2 separate regions of the Mus musculus genome follow, and region 2 is linked to region 1. A link is a contact called in public ChIA-PET data. All regions are on one chromosome and are shown on one strand. The core of a region is the stretch at or near the end of the contact, and the rest is flanking DNA. Distances in the headings are between cores, read along the strand shown. Region 1 holds the start of Rras2 (related RAS viral (r-ras) oncogene 2). Region 2 holds the start of Cyp2r1 (cytochrome P450, family 2, subfamily r, polypeptide 1).

Region 1 (5,026 bases), core at 1,579-4,078:
GTGGCAGAGTAATGGAGGTAGCCTTTGTAGACCTACACCTTGTCCCAAGCCCTTGATGTGAATCCATTTGATTTCTACAGCTGTATAATTTTATTACCCCAGCTTACAGATGACTGAAAGCCGGAGCACAGGCAGGTTCAGTAACTTACCCAACATCAAACTCAGGGGAATGGCTGGGTCTCCACACAGGTGCTGTGTTGTGCCTCCTTCCTCCTCACCAAGTCAACCTCAGAGCCTATGTTCCTGTTTCACCAGCCCCAAAAGCCCCAAGTCACATATGCCTCTCCCACTCCCAGCTCCCCACACATCGGCCTCCTCTTTCTAATCTGGCCTGTGGCTCCCCAGATCCATCACATTTCCACTCACACAACCCCTGATAAGACACAGTGCTCTTTTTCTGGCACTAGGGCTCGAAGGCAGAGCTTTCCACACACTGGACAAACCACTCTACGCTGAGCTACATCCCCAGCCCCACAGTGCATCTTTGAAGCCTTCCAACACTGACTTCTTCAAATCCCCTTGCATCTAAAGGTCTCATCTCTCACACTTACTAAAGTGACTATTATCAACACAGTACACATTGCATGTTCAACACAACTCGAAGATCTTTCTCATAATGCAAAAGTTATAAAGGACATGTACTGAGAGCTATTTAACTAGTAAGAAAGTTGAGGCACAGAAAAGCTACTTGGGTGTTTTCATAGCCAATAAACCAAAGGCACATATTCAAGTCTGTAGAATTCAAAGGTCCTTATCTGCATACATCATGGCCATGCATGTCTTTACTTGACCTCATTTTTGAGCCTCTAGATACCAGACTACTCACAAAGTCGTCAACAAATGAATTCGAGAAGGTCCTGAGGAAGACAGTAATCACCTGGAGTGTAAGGGTTTTTTAAACTATTTCGCAAATACCCTAACTTGTGGAAACAATCATATTCAGATAGTCCTTCCCTCAAAAACTTAAATGCTTCTGACTTAAATCTAAGTAATGTTATCCACCGGTTCTGGGACCCAGGACCATCCTCTGCCTTCTTGGTTCCCTCCAAAACCAGCCACCAGGGAGACTTAGCTGTGACTTGTTTTGCTGTCAGCCACTTAAGTCTCTTTTGGTCCCAGGCAAATAACAACTGCCAAAAAGCCAGACTGAAGACTGGTAAACATAAACCAACGCCCCCCACCATTGCAGCCGCTGCCGCTGCCACCGCCACTGAGCATACTGTCAACGCTCATGACATAAGCATCCTCTCTGAATACAAAAGTTGAGCAGCACTTTTTTAATTCCATGAATTACTACAGGAGCAGCTACTGTTCATTCACGCGATGTGAAAATTATCATTTAGGTTATGGAACTGTGCGTCTTAATAACACTATAAACACCACAGTTACATCGAAATAAAATAAGCTATTTAACTCTATCAATTCAACAAATGGGTGAAACAAAACAAACACACACACACACAAAAACATTTTGCTACCCGTCCTCTTTAATACAGTAAAAATACCTTTGTTACTTAGCAGGGTACCTGCGCTCTCTTCCCAACATATGCCACGCCTTTCAGGGTGACAAAAGCAAGGAGATCTGCATTTGCTTTTAAAAATCAAAAAGAAGAGAAAGGAAAATCACTCGGGCGTCTTAACCTAGAATAAAATCTAAAGACAAATTTCACCTTCCTTTTCTTTGCCACAACCCGACTTTCCTCCTCCAGCAAACAGAAAATAGGGGGGGGGGGGGAGAAGGGTGCAACACACAACTCATACTCGTCCCCTCCTAGCGGGGCTCACCCCAAACTTCACCTAAGCGCGAAGCAGGCAGGCACCGGGAATTCCAAGGAAATGGTCTCGCCCCTATCAAAGCACATTTTTAACTTCCTCGAAGCCATTATTTCCCTAGGGCACGATCAAACACTCCCACCCGGACGTACCACCAAACAGACTACTTGTAAGAGAAGCTCAAACACACACAAAGAGAAAACACTATTGGGAGCCGGCGGCGCGAAGCCGCCGCCAAGTAGCCCGGGCCAGCGCTGCCACCGAGGCAGGCGCGGGGTCCCCACTCCGGCCCTCAGGGCAGGAAGCCCGGCACCGCGGCGCGGCTGCAACCCGCGGGCTCCCGCCCTGACCGCAGTGATAAGGTGGAACTGCGCTTCCCACCCGGCCAGCTCCGCCCTCCGGGCCACATTCCTGAGAAGCCCGACTCCCCGGACGCCGCGCCGGGCGCCTGGCGGGCAGTAGCGCGGCGCCGTGGCCGCAGGGCAGGAGCGCAGCGCCGACTCCTCACTGTTCCTGCCCTCGCAGCCGCGCGCCCTGGCCCCGCGCAAACCGCACCCGCGCGCACCGCACGCGCCGGAGCCCCGCACCCGCGCGCCCCGGGCGGGGTCGCCGCGGCCACAGGTAGCGCCACCCCGCCGCCGCCGCCACCCCGCAGGCCGTCTCCAGGCACCTGGATGAACTGGATGGTGAGCGCCGACTTGCCCACGCCGCCACCGCCGACCACCACGAGCCGGTACTTCTCCTGGCCGGAGCCGTCGCGCCAGCCGGCCGCGGCCATCGGGACGCCCCGAGCCCAGCCCGGCCGCCGCGCGCCCTAGGCCCGGCTCCGGGGACGAGTGCGGCCGGCTGGGTTACAGGCGGTAGAGCGCGCGGGGTCCGTGAGTGGCCTGGAGGGCCGCGGAGCGCTATCCCTCGGACCGGCTGGGAGTTGCCCGAGACGCTGGAGAGCCGGGAAGGCTCCAGGGCAGAGGACGCAGCGGCCAGGGAGCGCGCTCTTCTTCGCGGATCTGCAGCGCAGCCGAACGCAGCCTTCGGCACCGCTACAAATGGCCGTCTGGGGGCCGGGCCGCTGGGCTGGGGTACTACATATGCATGAGGGGGCGGGGCTAGGCCGCGCCCGCCCAGGCGGAGACTCTGGAGCGCCCTAGGCAGCAGACCCTGCAGACCTGCCCTCAGAGCACCGGGAGGAGAAGGAAGAAACCGGGAAGATGGACGGCGGTGACAGTGATTGCATAAATCAGGGATCGTGTTCATGAAAGAAACAGCCTGTGATGGCGTGGATGAAAAATAGAACTGTTGTCATATTCACTCAACTCCATACCCTGTTTTCGGAATGCAGATGGTGACTGTATTTGTTTAAAAAAAAAAAAAGTATAAGGCAGCGATTGAAGAAAATGAGACCTGTAGCGGTACCTGAACATATGATAGTCTAGTGACAGTGAGAGAGTGGGTAGTGATTGAGCTTGCACGGGGCCACAGTGCATGTGGACAGATCTGGGGCGTAACATCTTTGTTCCTATGTCTATGTGTGAAAAAATGTGTGATAATTGTGTATGAGGGTCGTGAGAAATTTGCAGGTTGGTGACATGTTTTTTAGGAGGAGCGTGTTCCTTGCTAGCACAGCTTCTACGAACATGATCAGGCCCTTGCCCTTAGAGTCCAGAGGAGGAGGCAGCCGGGACAATAGGCACCTTGTGAGACATAATTGTAAGAACAACAGCTGCTCAGCACTGAGGTCCAAGGTGCACTTACCCCAGAGCTGGCTAGTCAGAGAAGGTTTTCCCAAAGACCCGAGGAATAATCTTGTAAACAGATGAGTGAATGGGAGAAAAGTATTCCAGGGAAAGAAAACCAAGCTGAGCCGTGTGTGGTAACCCACGCCTTTAGTTCCAGTATTCTGGAAGCTCAAAGAGTTCAAGGCCAGCCTGACCTACATAGTGAGTTCCAGGCCAGGGCTGGAAGAGTGAGACCTAGTCTGAAAAGATAGGAAGAATGAAAGAGAGAAAAGAAAACCATGATATGCAGAAGCCAGAGATGGCAAAAGGACACATTCTGTTGTGTGGTTTTGAACGTTCTCGGGGGAGTTTACAAGCTTGCAGATATAAATAGAAACTCACTGTGTGTGACTTGGATGTGGTAGGGATATCTCTATAGAGGCCACGTAAGATGGAGGCTGTGGTCTTCTCAGAGGGTACACTGGTTCAAATCCTGCCTGCTTTGCTAATGGCATAGCGATGGGAACTTAAGCTCTGTGCCTCAGCTTCCAAATAAGCTCTCAAATAAGGGCCCGAGCCAGTGGATGGCGCACCCGCAAGCCTACCGACCTGATCTTTGGGACCCACAGGCAGGGAGAAAAGCAACCCCCAACACTTGTTCTCTGCCCTCCACAGTTCCTTCACTGCCGAGCAGACATCCCACCCAAACACATATATACACAAAGAAACGCAGTGCTTAATACAGTGTGGGCTAAGCATGGTGGTTTTACAATATGCCCTCCAGTTCTTGAACACTTCGTGCCCTGAATGAAGCCAGTAGAATACAGTAGGGGAGATACAGAATGGCTTCCGAGGCCACAGCGTAAAAGACCACACAGTTTTTAACTCTCTCCTGGGAGTCAAGTGAAAATTGATTACCATGAGATGGCTGTGTATACATACCAAACAAAAGTGCCCCTGAATCCAGAAGGGAACCAGCCAGAGAGAAGGAGGAGGGTCCTGGGAGGGCAGTATAGGGGAGGGGCAAATTTGAATGAAGCGTCATAGTGCATGTGTATGGAAATGCCATAATGAAGCTTACCTATTACTTTGTATCCATCTTGTAAATTTAATTTAAAAACACAGAAATGGCTGGAGAGTTGGCTTAGGGGTTAAGAGCACTGGCTGTTCTTCCAAAGGTCATGAGTTCAATTCCCAGCAACCACATGGTAGCTCACAACCATCTGTAATGGGATCTAATGCCCTCTTCTGGTGTGTCTGAAGACAGTGACAGTGTACTCATATACACATAAAATAAATAAATAAATAAATCTTAAAAAAAAAACACTGAAAAATATGAAGTATGGTGGTACATGCCTTTAATCCCAGCATTCAGGAAGCAGAGGTGGGTAGGTGAGTCTCTGTGAATTTAAGGCCGGCCTGCTCCACATCTTGAGTTCTAGGACAGCTAGGTCTGCATAGTGAGACCCTGTCACAAAAAATAAAAAGAGGTAGGGGTCAGAGATCAGAGGTTAAGAACAGTTGCTGCGATCTTGGTC
Region 2 (5,026 bases), core at 1,271-3,770, 450 kb after region 1:
AGGGGGTGGATGCTACAGTCCTGCATTGAGGGGGGAACAGGACGATTGTGGGAGATGGAAGGAGAGGGGGGCAAGCGAGGGAGAAAGGAGGAGGAGAGAATACGGTGACAGTATCAGAATCTGGAGGAGACATGAGAGAGGTATAGAGGATCAGGATTTGAATAAAAATAGGTAGCAGAGGGGATGAGAAACTGGAGACAGCCACTGGAGGCTCCCAGGACCCAGCAGGATCGACTTTAGCCATAAAGTGCAGAGAAGGGGGATATAGAACCTGTGGAGACCACCTCCAGTAGATATGCACAGCCCCTGTTTGAGGGATGGGGCTACCTACCTATCTCAAAGTTTTTTTTAACCCAGAAATGTTCCTGTCCAAAGGAAGAACAGGGACAGAAAAACAGAACAGAGACTGAAGGAAGGGCTAATCCGGGAATGGCCCCACCTGGGGAGTACATCAAGTCTGCAGACACCAAACCCAACACTGTTGCTGTGTTCAAGGGGCACTTGTGGAAAGAAACTAAGTGTGGCAGTTCCTGGGGCGGTCTGGCCAGCAACTGACCAATACAGATGTGGATGCTTGGAGCCAACTATCAGACTGAACTCAGGGAACCTGGTGGGGGAGCTGGCAGAAGGACTGGAGGAGCTCAGGGGGATTGCAATCCCATTTGAAGAACAACATAGGCTGGCCTGACCACCCAGTTCTCCCAGAGTCTAGACTTCCAACTAAGGAGTGTACCTGGAGGGATCCATGGCTTCAGATACATTTGTAGCAGACGATGGCCTTGCCTGACAGCAATAGGAAGGGAGGCCCTTGGTCCCAGGGAAGTTTGATGCCCCAGAGTTGGGGGATGCTGGAGCAGTGGGGCAGGAAAGTGTGGATGGGTGGGAGAGCACTCTCATACAGGCAAAAAGGAGTGGGGAGGACAGATGTGGAGGGGGTGGTGGTGGCAGTGAAGTAACCAGGAATGGGATAACATGGGATGAGGTGTTGGTGGAGGGGGTAACTGGAAAGTGGGATATCATTTGAGATGTAAACTAATGGAATGATAATAATAAAAAAAAAGGAAAAAAAGAAAAAAGTCAAAAAAAGAAAAAAAAAAAACTTCTATGAACTGCTTCCTATAACCTTTCTGAAATAACAGTCTCCTTCTACTCTACAAAAAATGGTTCGTATTTTAACAATTTATACTAATTTTGAAACTGTCAAAAATTGGGAAATATCTCTAAGATAATGGAAATCTTCAGGGTTGTTTTATAGCTAGAATAAAGATCAAATGCAGCAGTAGTTTATAAAGAGTTAATGTTTGGTGGTTATTAAGCCTTGCAATACAATGTTTACTCTGAAATACATATATCCTTTTCAGTTTTGCTCCTTGCAACTTTGAAGCTATCAACACAGGTCAGGCTTATCTGATGTGCAGTAAGTGGTCATCACTGTAAACAATGCAGTTTCCTCAGTGTACCAGAAACAAAATTATTTACGCCAAATTCTAATCAATTGAATCCAATCAACCTATTCCTTAATGACAGTCTTCCAAACACTTAATTTTAATTTTATCTTAACGAACAGACTTACATTACTTGTCCTATATGAATATTCATAGTAAATAATTCCTTTCAGTTCAAATATTTATGTAAAAATTTTTAATTTCCTATTCAATGAGAAACCATTTCAAATCAACTGGTTTAAAGATAATTTTAGATTTGGAGGCATAATACATTTCTATTATATTGGCTGTGTGTTTCAGTGGTAAACACTTAACTTGCCAAACCCTACAGTCAATCCCTAACACTACTAAATGAAGATATTTTTCACACATAGTAACCAAAATCATATATAGTAGGCAATACAGTTGGGTAGCTTCTTACTGCTTTTGGGTATCATTCTAATTACTCTGATGAGGAAAATTGAGGATTCAGAAAATTAAAGGGCAATTTTAATTTTTAGCGTTAAATCTTTTAAACCATGGTTTAATCAGCAGCCTACAATACTGACCACTAACTGTCCTAGAAACTCACTGCATCTTGATTTTTCCCTCAAGCTCAGGGCCCACGGGGCCGTTAAGTTTCTGTCAGTGGCAGCTTACGGGCTGGCATCTCCAGAGAGTACAGGCCACACAGCGCAAGCGCAGAAGCACATGCTGATCTGTGGGCGGGAAACTCAAGCCGAAGCGCCTCTGGCGTGGTATTGGTGAGGCGGCTTCCTGTAGGAGGCGCGGCCCTCGAAGCCGGCTTCGCTTGAGTGGTTCCTTCTGACGAGAGGAAGGTCCGCGTTGAGGCCTACCTCGCCATACACCCGGCTCTGCTTCCTCATGTAGACGTGGGGAAGATCGGCCGACAAGGCCAGGGAGCAGATGTTGCCGACAAATGGCAGCCGCGGAGGACCCGGGGGGAAGCCCGCCGGTCGCCTCTGCCTCAGCAGCTGGCGGACCACCAGCACGAAGAGCAGCAGCAGGAGAGCGCCCGCGAGCGCCCCAGCGCACGCCCGGGCTCCCGGTAGCTCCAACATCGGCCCCGGGCTGGGCTACGAACCAGTCCGGAGCGAGGAGGCAGGGGCGCACCCACCAGCCCTGCCGCACTCCCATTGGCCCGGCGCCTCGACGGCCCGCCTTATCTCTACGGCCATTGGTTCATTCAGTGTGGGCTCAGGGTCCTTTGGGTTAGCCAGCTCCAGATCTGCTTTGCTCAGAGTCCGTTTGTAAACCTTTGGGTTTGGCTTGGCTCTTGGTGAGGACCGCATAACGGGCACGGAGCCCTAGGGCCCTTTTCCGGAATGTTGTCAGTAGGTTGGTCATGTGAACTTCGCTCTCTGGGCTCGGTGCATCTTAGTTCTCTGGACGTCTGTCCTTAAAGAGTGTCTAACGTTGCCTGGTCTGTTTATTTTCAGTCTACGGATAGGGAAGAGATTAGAACTGCATTCTTTAACCGAGTCTGGTAATAACCAGCACTTCCATTAGCGAGTCCACATATCAAGAGGAAAAGGAAATAACCTTATTGTATTTTGCTTCACTCTGTCTGCAATTTCACTGTTTGTTATGAGCCATTTCTCGGTGGACCCTTTGAGGATTCTGATTAGTTCTAGTCACCTATCTTTTCACCCTTCTTTGTTCTCCCAAGCCCCCATTGGTTTCTTATTTATAATCTCAGAGGCCTCTCTTTTCAGGGATAGCACTGACTATTCAGGTTCTCTGTCTCCTACTGAGGCAGAGGCACTGATTTTATGTCGTTAGTTCAGCCCACATTCCTGTTTTCTATTGGGCAATTACTTGCAACACAGGACCGGCAGGACTTGAGACTCCCAACAACCTGCCCTCTGATTATGATTCAGCACTGGCAAAAGTTCACCAGTTCTCATTACCTTAAGTTTTATTCATGCTACTATTTATTGAATGCCTGCACAGTGCATGTGTCTTATACATCGAAGATACTTGGCTGGAAAAGAATAACAAAGTTCCTACAGTGTTTTTCAGGATCTCCATCCATAGACAACCCACCTACTGTTAAAATGCTTGATATTTTATCTTGAAATATTCCTTAACTTTATTATTAATCGCCTAGTAGGTTAGAAAAATAATGGTGAGATGTTATTACTAAACTAAACCTTCAGTTTCACAGGATGGATATTGAGGTTGCCCTTGGGAAACAGTAACGGTGAAGCAGCAGGAGCGTTCATTGCCTGCTACATACTTGATATCAGCCCCGCCTTCTTCTCTCACATCATTTTAAGGCTTGAAGTATCTAGTTTGGCTGCAGCTGCTGTACAATACAGGTACTCCATTCAGGAGGGAGTCCCTTCCATTGTTTATTTTAAAAACAGATTAATTTCAATTCCAGGAATACTCTCCAATTTGTGTTGATTAAGGAATTATTTCTTCTTTCCCTGCTACCTTAGTAGGGAGTACAGACTCTCCCAGTACAGCCTATCTGATTGACAGCACTAATGTACATCTCCCCCACTGACCTTTAAAGAGTAAGAGCTAATGAATAACTGAAGCTCTGAGCCTCCTCTTGAGCCATTTATTTTGCTAGTGCTCAGCAACGTTCACTGCACCCTTCCTTTCATTCTGTCTCACAGAGTTTACTCTTGGAATAAAAGACTCTGATCAGTACTGTTTTCTATAGCTTTTATTACCACAGGGGTGTTTAGAAGGGTAGAGTTTCACTGTTTCACCATGAAGATTCTGTTTTTCCTATACAAAGTGGAATGAATTCTTGAAGAAATATGGACACCATATTGGGGCTTTGCCATTTCTGTGTACAGAGTGATAATAGTCACCACAGACAAAAGGATAGCTTGTGATCCATTGAGATTTGGGAACTGTTATGGTTTCAATATGGTTGTCACCAAAACTCAGGTTGAGGCTTAGTGTCCAATATGACCCTGTTGTTGGGATCTTCAGGAGGTAATTAGGTTGTAGAAATTCTACACTCACAAAGAGATTAATGTAGTTATCTTGGGATGTGTTACTTACCCTGTAGAAGGTTGTTAATAAAAATAAGTAGGCTTTCGGTTGCTTCTTTTGTGTCCATGTCAGCTCTTCTGTAAGAGCCTACTCCTGCTTCCCTTCCAACTTTCTCTTATGGAGCTGCATGGAGCCCTCACTTTAGAAGCTCGTCCCAAGCTCTTAGACCTACAGAACTGTAAGCTATGTGAAGTCTTCTCTTTGTAAATTACCAGACCTAGCAAGAAACGGGGACAGGAGCCAACACTCTTTGTCCTGAGAAGCAGTATCTGTTGTGGGCCTAGGCACTTGTTCCCTGGTGCTTCCCTGGCTCCAAGTGAGGCAACAAGCACAACTTTGCCTCCTTTGCACATTCCATTGCGCATGTGCTTAGTGTATTTCATCAGAACAGAAGGAAGTGAGGAAGTGTTGAGCTGAACCGTACTAGAGCCTAAGGCAAAAGAAAAAATCAATAATACAGATCCTTCCTTATTAAAAATTTCATATCTTGTTCATGAATTTTGCTTTTTGATCATAAAGTGTTGTATTGAAATACTATTTTGGTTATCAGGTTTCATGGTGCTCCT

The links. ChIA-PET counts read pairs in DNA pulled down with a chosen protein or histone mark.
Region 2: a contact with region 1 is called in an RNA polymerase II ChIA-PET map of effector CD8 T cells, with 8 read pairs. The contact joins the promoter of Cyp2r1 here to the promoter of Rras2 in region 1. A contact is called at or near these places in 3 of 39 promoter capture datasets (liver, neural stem cells and pre-B cells) and 2 of 115 datasets of contacts at active chromatin or transcription factors (effector CD8 T cells and large pre-B cells).

The regions. Positions count from the first base shown.
Region 1 is chr7:114,114,953-114,119,978 of GRCm38.p6, forward strand. Rras2 (related RAS viral (r-ras) oncogene 2) reads right to left here and starts at 2,829. Exons shown (of 6, transcript NM_025846.2): 1 at 2,444-2,829. The coding sequence starts at 2,551.
Region 2 is chr7:114,560,452-114,565,477 of GRCm38.p6, forward strand. It overlaps Cyp2r1 (cytochrome P450, family 2, subfamily r, polypeptide 1), which reads right to left and starts at 2,521. Exons shown (of 5, transcript NM_177382.4): 1 at 2,282-2,521. The coding sequence starts at 2,506.